Regions from separate parts of the Callithrix jacchus genome. Here region 1 is linked to region 2. A link is a contact called in public Hi-C data. All regions are on one chromosome and are shown on one strand. The core of a region is the stretch at or near the end of the contact, and the rest is flanking DNA. Distances in the headings are between cores, read along the strand shown.

The links. Hi-C and Micro-C count contacts between places; a contact is called where the count stands out from the background.
Region 1: a contact with region 2 is called in a Hi-C map of skeletal muscle, with 7 times the contacts expected there. The contact joins two enhancer-like sites. A contact is called at or near these places in 3 of 3 Hi-C or Micro-C datasets (induced pluripotent stem cells and skeletal muscle).

What each region holds. Positions count from the first base shown.
Region 1 is chr2:17,789,932-17,794,740 of calJac240_pri, reverse strand. No RefSeq gene overlaps it. Among named protein-coding and RNA genes, the nearest start is that of FOXK1, 71 kb to the right of the region's middle. Within about 2 kb of position 1,395, at least 2 of the 16 cell types and tissues checked have an H3K27ac peak or open chromatin away from gene starts, as enhancers often do. A contact at or near this core is called in skeletal muscle, where this site is marked.
Region 2 is chr2:17,647,044-17,652,199 of calJac240_pri, reverse strand. FOXK1 (forkhead box K1) reads left to right here. Exons shown (of 9, transcript XM_017967013.4): 3 at 4,076-4,232; 4 at 4,842-4,988. Among named protein-coding and RNA genes, the nearest start is that of AP5Z1, 25 kb to the right of the region's middle. Within about 2 kb of position 2,894, at least 3 of the 16 cell types and tissues checked have an H3K27ac peak or open chromatin away from gene starts, as enhancers often do. A contact at or near this core is called in skeletal muscle, where this site is marked.

The DNA of each region.
Region 1 (4,809 bases), core at 146-2,645, 140 kb before region 2:
AGAGAGACAGAGACAAGGGAATCTGCTAAGGCAACCCCTGGTACCAGCACTTGAAGTTCAGCAGGAAGTGAGCATCGGGCAGGAGAGTGAAGCTTCATCTGTATTTGCAGCCTCTCCGCATCACTCCCATTACCGCCTGAGCTCCGACTCCCATCAGATCAGCCGCACAAACCCTGCTGTGAACTGCGCATGCGAGAGATCTAGGTTACTCAGTCCTTATGAGAATCTAATGTCTGATGATCTGTCACTGTCTCCCATCACCCCCAGATAGGACTGTCTAGTTGCAGGAATACAGGCTCAGGGCTCCCACTGTTGCTACAAGATGAAAGTTGTAGAATTATTTCATTCTATATTACAATGTAATAATAATGAAAGTGCACAATAAATGTAATATGCTCAAATCATCCTGAAGCCATCACCCCTGATGGAGAATCATCGGGCCATGGAGAATCATCTTCCCCGAAACTGGTCCCTGGTTCCAAAAAGGTTAGGGACCACTGTTCTAAGGGACTGGCGAGGTTCTGTTTCTTGATCTGAGTGGTAGGCACGTGAGTGAGTTCGGTTTCATGCTTTCACACTCCTTCTTGGCACGTTTTGCTGTCTGCATGCTAGACTCCAGCAAACATCTCAAAAGACAAGCACATATGTGTGTGTCAGGCAGAAAGGGGGAAAGAAGGGAGAGAAAACCACTGCATTCATCGATCGCCACCTCTATGTGTAAGTTTCCTTCCAGGACTGCTTGGAATTGACGACTTTGCATTCCTGCAGAGGAAACCAACTCCCTTTGATTGCCTGTGTTCTGAGGCTGACTTCCCCAGATCTGCCTACCAGAAATCCTTCCTTGCGGCCGCCCTGTAACGTGGCTGGCATTTGCAATTCGAAAGTGTCTTTGGCCCTGGTTTTCCAAGGAAATGAAAATGCTATGCGTTATCAGCATATCATCCAACAATTTATCACCATGTTGGCACCTGACAATGTTGATTTATGATTCCAGCAAGAAGAGCAGCACCCCACAGCCCCCCATTTAAGAAATGGAGACATCAAGGAGTCCCAAGCAACAGGCAGGAGAGGCCGTGAGGTTACCGCAGACTCAGTGACCACAAGTGCCGGTGAGAATGGCTATGCAGACTGTGTTCCCTGCAGATCTCATGACTCTTTTACTCCTCCCCTTGCTCCCGGGTGCTTTGTCTCTCACTCCTGACTCCAGTGGAGCTGCTCTGCCTATGCATGCAGAAACTGAGAGGTGCCTGGGGTTCCTGTCCTCCCACTCCCCCACCCCCAAGAGCCAGCTCTTAGCCAATGGAGGGTGGACTCCAGAATGTGAAAGCCCTGCTCCCTTTGCCCGAGTCTGGACAGACCCTGGGGCAGAACATACACTGCAGAGCCTTCCTGCAGATTGGTCCAAGATCACCCCAGGGGGATTTTGCTAAAGGACCTTGCCCTGGTTCGGCTCCTAGGTCCCCCTCCTTATGCTCCCTTCCAGACTTCCCCAGACCACAGCCTTCCGACATGACTTGCACACAGTTCCTCACCACGGGGCGTGCTTCTGCGGAACCCAGCCTGAAACCGAGGGGAAAATGGATTCTAGTCTTTCTCAGATTCAGAAACAAGAGACCCAAATGGTCCGGGCCTCCCCGCTCCCGCCTCCCGCCTCCCACCTCCCATCTCCCACCTCCCACACACGGCCTGTGTATCAGGTTTCTGCAAACACAAGCAATGGCTTGCAACACGTTTGCAAGCAGCTGTCATCATTTCCAGGATTTGCTATGACTCGGGTTGCAAGGTTGTATTTCAGTTCAGTTCACAGACATGAGCTACGCTCCAGCGCTCATGCCCACATCCACGGCTTGGAACTTGAGACGCACTGTCCAGGATGGCCAGCATTAGGACAGCACCCACCGGGCGACAAGCCTGTTCCCAGAACAGCCTTTTTTAAATTATTTTTATTTTATTTTTGTTTATTTATTTATTTATTGAGACAGAGTCTTGCTCTGTGGCCCAGGCTGGAATGCTGTGGTACAATCATAGCTCACTGCAGCCTCGACCTCCCAAGCTCAAGCGATCCTCCCATCACAGCCCCCCAGCCCCAGTAGCATGGGGCCACAGGCATGTACCACCGCGCCTGGCTGATTTTTTTTTTTTTTTTTTTTTTTTTCTTTGTAGAGACCAGGTTTCACCATCTTCCCCAGGCTGGTCTTGAACTCCTGGACTCAAGTTATTCGCCTGTCTCGGCCTCTTGAAGTTCCGGAATTATAGACATGAACCACTACACCCAACCAGAAAAACCTTCTTAACCCATGTGTTACCAAACCTTGATTTTATTTCATTTTATTTTATTTTATTGTTGTTTTTGAGACAGAGTCTCGCTCTGCTGCCCAGGCTGGAGTGCAGCAGCGGGATCTCATCTTACTGCAATCTCCACCTCCTGCGTTCAAGCGATTCAAGTATTCTCCTGTCTCCGCCTCCCAAATAGCTGGAATTACAGGCACACTCTGCCATACTAGGCTAATTTTTGTATTTTAATAGAGATGAGGTTTCACTGTGTTGGCCAGGATATCTCAAACTTCTGACCTCAGGTGATCTACTGGCATTGGCCTCCCCAACTGCAGGAATTACAGGCATGAGCCACTGCGCCCGGCCTGAACCTTGATTTTAACTAAGTTAATCTGAGTTGCAGTGGTCTTCCCCCAATTTGAGGTGGAAGATAACTTTTCCCCTCCTGGAATCAAGTCTGCTATTCAGTACAGCAAGCGGGAGCTCTAGGAGCTCAAAGACCTGGGAGCGGCTGGGCACGGTGGCTCATGCCTGTAATCCCAACACTTTGGGAGGCCAATACTGGCAAATCACCTGAGGTCAGGAGTTCGAGACCAGCCTAGTCAACATGGTGAAACCCTGTCTCTACTAAAAATAAAAATAAAAAAACTTAGTCGGTTGTGGTGGTGGGCACCTGTAGTCCCAGCTACTCCAGAGGCTGAGGCAGGAGAATCGCTTGAACCTGGGAGGAGTAATTGCAGTGAGCTGAGATCGTGCCACTGCACTCCAGCCTGGGTGACAGAGTGAGACTGTCTCAAAAAAAAGCCCCAAGAGCTCTGCCACTCACATGCTCTGGGATAGGCCACTGGCCCTCTGTGCCCTCCAAATGTCCCCATCTGTGCAATGGACACAAGAACACCAACCTCTCAGGACTAGAGTGAGAACTGTTCAATAATGTCAGGCCAGGTGCGGGGCTCACACCTGTAATGCCAGCACTTTGGGAGGCCTAGGCGGGTTTACTTGAGGTCAGAAGTTTAAGATCAGCCTGACCAGTACGGTGAGACCCTATGTCTACTGAAAATACAAAAATTAGCTGGGCATGGTGGCACACGCTTGTAGTCCCAGCTACTTGGGAGGCTGAGGTAGGAGAATCGCTTGTACCCACGAGGTGGAGGTTGCAGTGAGCTGAAATCAGGCCACTGCACTTCAGCCTGAGTGACAGAGTGAGACTGTCTCAAAAATAATGAAAGTAATAATATTGTTATTACTAAATGGAGCTGAGCATGGTGGCTCACCTGTAACCCCAGCGCTTTGTTGGGGGCTCCACCAGGAGGATCACCTGTGGCAAGTAGAAAAGTTTCTTTTTAAAGTTTCCTTTCTTGTTAAAGAATAAGTGTGCTAATAACTTTAAGCCCTATCCTATGTAGCTATCAGACATGGTTACAGGCACATAGTAAGTACACTCTATGTCCTTGTACTTTAACCAAGGTATCTGTGCTGGACGTGCTCACAGGCATGTCCCAGCTCTCCATTGCTTTTGCCTGTTTAGAAAAGTATCAAGTTATTAGCCAATCAGGTTTTAGTTTAGATTGTGAGGTCTGGCTCCAGCCAACAGAGATCAGACACAGCAGTAAGGACGACCCCAAATGCGTAAGGGATAAATTTGCGTGTTTTCCTTTGTTTGTTGTACTCTCATGGCAAGAAGGCTGGTGAGGGTACCCTTCCTGCAGCCCAGGAAGTAAACATTGCATTGCTGAAAAAGCCTTCATCTCAATGCTACTTTTTCTTTGCGGCACCGAGCATCTATTTCCAGCGTCTATTTCCAACATCACTTGAGACTAGGAGTTCGAGACCAGCCTAGGCAACATAACAAGACCCTGTCTCTACAGGGAAAAAAAAAAAGTTGTAATTAGCTGGGCATGGTGGCAAACACCTGTGGTCGCAACTACTCTGGTGGCTGAGATGGAGGATGGCTTGAGCCCAGAAGGTAGAGACTGCAGTGAGCTATGATTGCACCTCTGCACTCCAACCTAGAAAACAGAATGAGACTCTCTCTCAAAAGAAAAAAAAAAATAGAGATGCATAGCTTCACAGTTCTGGAGGCTAGATGCCTGAAACCAGACTAGACGCCTGGACTGAATAACTGACTTGCTTCCAGGAGACAAAAAGTTATCTCTGCCTCAAACTGGGGGAAGACCCCAGGAACTCAGATCAGCTGATTGAAAATCAAGGTTCAGGTGTGGCAGGGCCCTGCCCACCCCGAACCTGTAGGAGAGGACCTCCAGCCGTGGCACCTGGCTGCATCACTCCAGCCTCTGCCTCTCTTGTCACACAGCCCCTGTCTCTTTTCTCCATGCCTCTTGTATGGACATCAGTCATGATGGTTTAAAGGCCCGCCCCCCTCTAGAGTGACCTCATCTTAACCAGTTCACATCTGCAACAACTCCATGTGGAAATGAGGTCACAGTCAGAGGTTCTGGGGGCCAGGACTGCAAAGTTTGCTTTTGTGGGAGACCCAAGTCAACTTCTAACAATGGATAAACAAATAAACGGTGG
Region 2 (5,156 bases), core at 1,645-4,144:
GCTGCCTGCTGTGCTTCAGTCCCACTCTCAGCCACCAGTCGGGGGGCGAAGGCATTGATTCCTAACACACTTGTGGGCTGCCGCTGTCCAGCCTCTGCTGCCCACACAGGCAGCTGGGGAGTGGGAACGGGGGCTGGCCGAGGCCTGGGGTACTTCCCCCAGAAGGAGCGATTTCTTGTTTCCTGCAATTGAGCTGGGGGTCCCTGTCAGGGAGCAATGGGGTCCCCTCAGCTTCCTGCTCTCTGTCATTCCTGCAGGAGGACACGTGTGGATGTGTATGCCACCGTTTTTAGCTAAGGGTCAGAGAATGTTTCCCTGGACTCCTGGCATCAGACACAGGATTCTTTTTTTTTTTTTTTTTTTTTCTTGCTCTGTCACCAGGCTAGAGTGCAATGGCACAATCTCAGCTCACTGCAACGTCTACCTCGTGGGTTCAAGCAGTTCTCCTGCCTCAGCTTCCCAAGAGGCTGGAACTACAGGCGCCCACCACCACGCCCAGCTAGTTTTTTGTATTTTTAGTAGAGACAGGGTTTCACCATGTTGGCCAGGATGGTCTTGATCTCACCCACCCACCTTGGCCTCCCAAAGCGCTGGGATTATAGGCATGAGCCACCACGCCCGGCTGGGATGTCTTGATTAGATTTTCAGATGGCTCCAAGGCCCCTCTCTGTTCAGTCCCCAAGGCCAGGACCCTGGCTGTGGAGCTGGGTGTCCCATGCCACCACGTTCAGGTGCCCTCAGAGCACTTTACAGGCCTGACTGGCTGTGGCTCCAGTGGCCTCTGCTCCCCACTTCCCTCAGCTGCAGGCCTGGTATGGGGCCTTGGCATTGGGGACCTGGTACCAGGCACAGCCCCATGGCAGAGGCCAGCCTGCAGAGGACAGCTGAATGGGGCTTATTGAGAGACGGGCTGCTCCAAGGGCTGGAGGAGCCATGTGAACAAACACACGTGGTCCCTCAGCCCAGGTGGCTGGAGAACCTCAGAAACTGCGGTGTCATACCTGTCCCAGCTGGAGTGACACCAGGATCTGGCAGCCCAGGCCAGGTTCAGTACTGGGGCAAGGGGTGGAGAGACCACCTCTCTTGGTGGAGAGTGGTGGAAAGACCACTCTCCCTGTTTTTGAGCCAGGCTTTGCCAACTTTTATTATTTTCACTTGATATCCTTCTTTTGGGAATGACAACCTTTCTGGTGGGTTTTACTGCCTGAGGTTTAGAAATAATTTTGGTGTTTTTGAGACAAGGTCTCAGCCTGTTGCCCAGGCTAGAGTGCAGTGATCGTAGCTCACTGCAGCCTCGACCTCCTAGGCTCAAGCCATCCTCCTGCCGCCGCCTCCTGAATAACCAGAACTACAGGTGTGCACTACCATGCCCGGCTAGTTTTTTAAATTTTAAAACATTACTTATTTTTAGAGACAGGATCTTGCCATGTCACCCAGGCTGGAGTGCAGAGGCACGATTATAGCTCACTGCAGCCTCAAACTCCTGGGCTCAAGGCATCCTCCTGCCTCAGCCTCCCGAGTAGCTTGGGACTACAGGTACATGCCACCACACTTGGCTAATTTTTTAAATTGTTTGTAGAGATGGAGTCGTCACTGTGTTGCCCAGGCTAGTTTTAAACATCTGGGCTCAAGTGATCCTCCCACCTCAGCCTCCCAAATTGCTGGGCTTACAGGTAGGAGCCTTCGAGCCCAGCAGACATGAATTTTCTATGATCTTTTGCAAAATCATTTCTGGGAACAGGAGCGGGTCCCTGCTGCACGTGCTGGGCCATCACTGTTTGTCATGGAGCAGGCAGGGGTTCCCCTTGCTGGTCTTTAGGAAGGATGGAGGAGCCCACCTGCCACCTCATGGGCCTCAAACAAGATTTTCCGAGGTGAGCGGCCGTTCCCCAGCCTGTGGCCGGAGATCAGGGTGTATCTGAGTGAAAGCTTAGCTCAGTGGTCCCCAGCAAGGCCTGAATCTCAAGTCTTCCCACTGAGTCCCAGGGGACGTCCAGGGGCTTTGGGTCTGGGGTGGGGTGCACAGGTGCAATGCTGGCCACGTCATCTGCAGCTCCCAGCCACGAGGCCATCCTGCCTTGACAGGGAGGTGTTCGGTTCCCAGAGGCCTTTGACAAAGTGGATTTTGGGGACTGTGTGCTGTTATCAGTCAAAACCTTTCTCTCCTCTTCTCACCTTTTTTTTTTTTTTTTTTTTTTTGAGACAAAGTCTCGCTCTGTCGCCCAGGCTGGCGCGCAGTGGCATAATCTCAGCTCACCACGACCTCCACCTCCTGCATTCAAGCGATTCTCCTGCTTCAGCCTTCTGAGTAGCTGGGACTACAGACGCGCACCACCAAGCCCGGCTAATTTTTGTATTTTTAGTAGAGACGGGGTTTCACCATGTTGGCCAGGATGGTCTCGATCTCTTGACCTCGTGATCCGCCTGCCTCGGCCTCCCAAAGTGCTGGGATTACAGGCGTGAGCCACTGCGCCCAGCCTCAACCTTACTTTTAAGCTTGAGTTTTGTATTTTGGGTTCAGAATTAAATTCAGAAAAAAAATTTCCCTTTGACTGTTTCCTACCTCGATCGAGCCATTGGTGGGTGTGTTCAACCTGTGTGTGCTGTATTTGAGGAGTCTGTGGGAAGAGAGAGCAGGAATTCCAGATCAGAGTCCTTAACGTTCTGTGTGGCGGATGCTGAGTCATCCCTGAAAAAGCCCCAGACCTGAACTGATCATTCATGGCAGTTGCCAGGTTTTTCTCAGCCACAGGGCTTTTTTCATTCATCCTCCTGCTCCATCCAAGAAATGTTTCTGAAGCCCCCTTCAGTGCAGGCGGGGCTCCTACCTAGTAGGAGAGACAAATTGCAAGCTCGCATCACCATTCTGGGCCTGGGGGCTGCCTTAGGAGTGGGGGCAGGAGAGCAGCATGGAGGAGGTGGCCTCGGAGCCTAAGTTTGGAGATCTGAGAGAGTCTTGTGCCTGGACGGTTGGGGAAGGACGTTCCAGGCAGAGGAAGCAGCAATAAGGTGGGAAGAGGAGAGTGGACCTTCTGGAGGGTTCTGGGTGGCCTGCAGGGCAGGGCAGCAGGGAGCGTCCTGCTTACCATGGGGTCTCTAAGTCGGTTGAGGCGGGGATGTCAGCATCACAGGTGGGCAGGGCTCATCCGGGATGGGGCCTTTCCTGGGACGGGGCCAGGTGGGTGCCCACTTGCTCAGGACAGTGGGACCTCTTTCTCTGGGGGGGTTCTGCACCCATTCTTCATGTCCTCATTGACTTTCTCTGAATACCTATAATAGAAATCATTTTCAGAAGCAAAACATCCGCCGTGGTTTGCTCACGGAATTGTGCCTGAGTGAGTTAGGGAAGCAGGCCAGGGCGCACTTGTCAGCCACCGGACACAGCCCCCCTCCACGGCCCTGGCCTCAGCTGCAGCCAGGGGTGTCGGTTACTCCCAACAGTCAGTTATCGCTCCAGCCTGGGAAGAAGAGGGGACCAGGGCTGGGGCATCTCAGTGGCTCAGGAGGAAACCACAGGGGCCAGCTCTTCCCAAGGGCAGTGCCTCCAGGAGAGCCACCTGCCACGGAGCCCTCATCCTTCAGGGCGATGGCACCTCCAGGGCCCCTTTCCAGCATCTGCCTCTGACCGCACTGGGTTGTCCCAGGCCCAAGCCTTTTCCCATGGCGCCACCTTGTGGACACCTGCACACAGGCCAGCAGCCTGCGGAGGCTACCTGCCCCAGGTGCACATCCTGTAGCTGCGTGGGGGCAGCTGAGGAGGGGCCTCCACAGAGCTTCCTGACTAGGTGCTGTCCTGGGCCCTGCACAATGCCAGGAGGTGGGCCCACGGCACTCTCAGCCCCTGAGCAGAAGTCACCGCTGGGAGGAAACACATCTGCTGTTTCCAGCATCTTGTCCCTGATGCTGTGTGACCTTGGACTTTTTTGAGGGCAGGGCAGTGTGATGGCACTTATGATTGGAAAGTGCAGGTTTCTCCCCATTAGCCCCACCTTCCTGGTAGGTCCTGAAAGCCCTGTGCCCCTCAGGGACCCCCTTTTCAGAGCCATGAGCTTACAGTGTCCTTCTCTCTTCTCAGTGTCCCCAACTCCTGCCCAGCTAGTCCACGGGGCGCCGGCTCCTCCAGTTACCGCTTTGTGCAGAACGTGACCTCAGACCTGCAGCTGGCAGCAGAGTTTGCAGCGAAGGCCGCATCGGAGCAGCAGGCAGACACGTCTGGAGGAGACAGCCCCAAGGTCTGAGCCACCCCTGCCACATGATGCACGTGGTGACCAGGATCGGGCTGTAGTGACCCAGCACGAGCAGCACAGACAGCCCCAGGGTGTGCGGCGGTGTGCTCGAGGCAGTCTTGACCCCCGAGGAATGCAGCCAAAGTTGGCAGTAGAGCCATTGGCCCTTTCTCCTTTTCGTGCCCAAACTGTCCTTCTTGGCCATTTGCTGGTGATGGGTGGCACTGACACCAGGGCCCCTCCGCTCCGCTCCTTGTTCATCTGCCACTGGCAGCCTGACGTCAGAGCCTTCAAACAGCCCTTGAGAAGGATGGCGCCTTCCTTATAACTCTGGCTTAGTTCATTTCTGTCCAACAGCTGTTTTAAAATCAATTTGTGGAAGAGGTGAGAAATTTCAGAATTAAATTATGACAAAAACAGAAGTTTTCCTTCCCACGAGGCAAAAACGGCTGTTCCTAGTTTAATTCAGGCCCCTTAACGGGATCATTGGAGGGCATTGGGATTGTCGAGATGAGTGCGTCCTCGGGGGAAGGTTCCTCTCTGTCAGCAGTGGCAGGTGGGTGGGTGAACCTGGGACCTTGCTGGGGCTCACCTGTGAGCCACATCTCTCCGCAGGACGAGTCCAAGCCACCGTTCTCCTACGCGCAGCTGATCGTGCAGGCCATCTCCTCCGCCCAGGACCGGCAGCTGACCCTGAGCGGCATCTACGCCCACATCACCAAGCATTACCCCTACTACCGAACGGCCGACAAAGGCTGGCAGGTGAGGCAGGCCCTGGGCCCGGAGCGCCTCCAAAGGCCCCTAGAACATGAAACTAACAGACATGTCGCTTCCCTGAAAATAGACAGAAAAGAGGGCAGTAAGGGGGCTCATGCCTGGAACCCCAGCACTTTGGGAGGCCCACACAGGAGGAGGATCGAGACCAGCCTG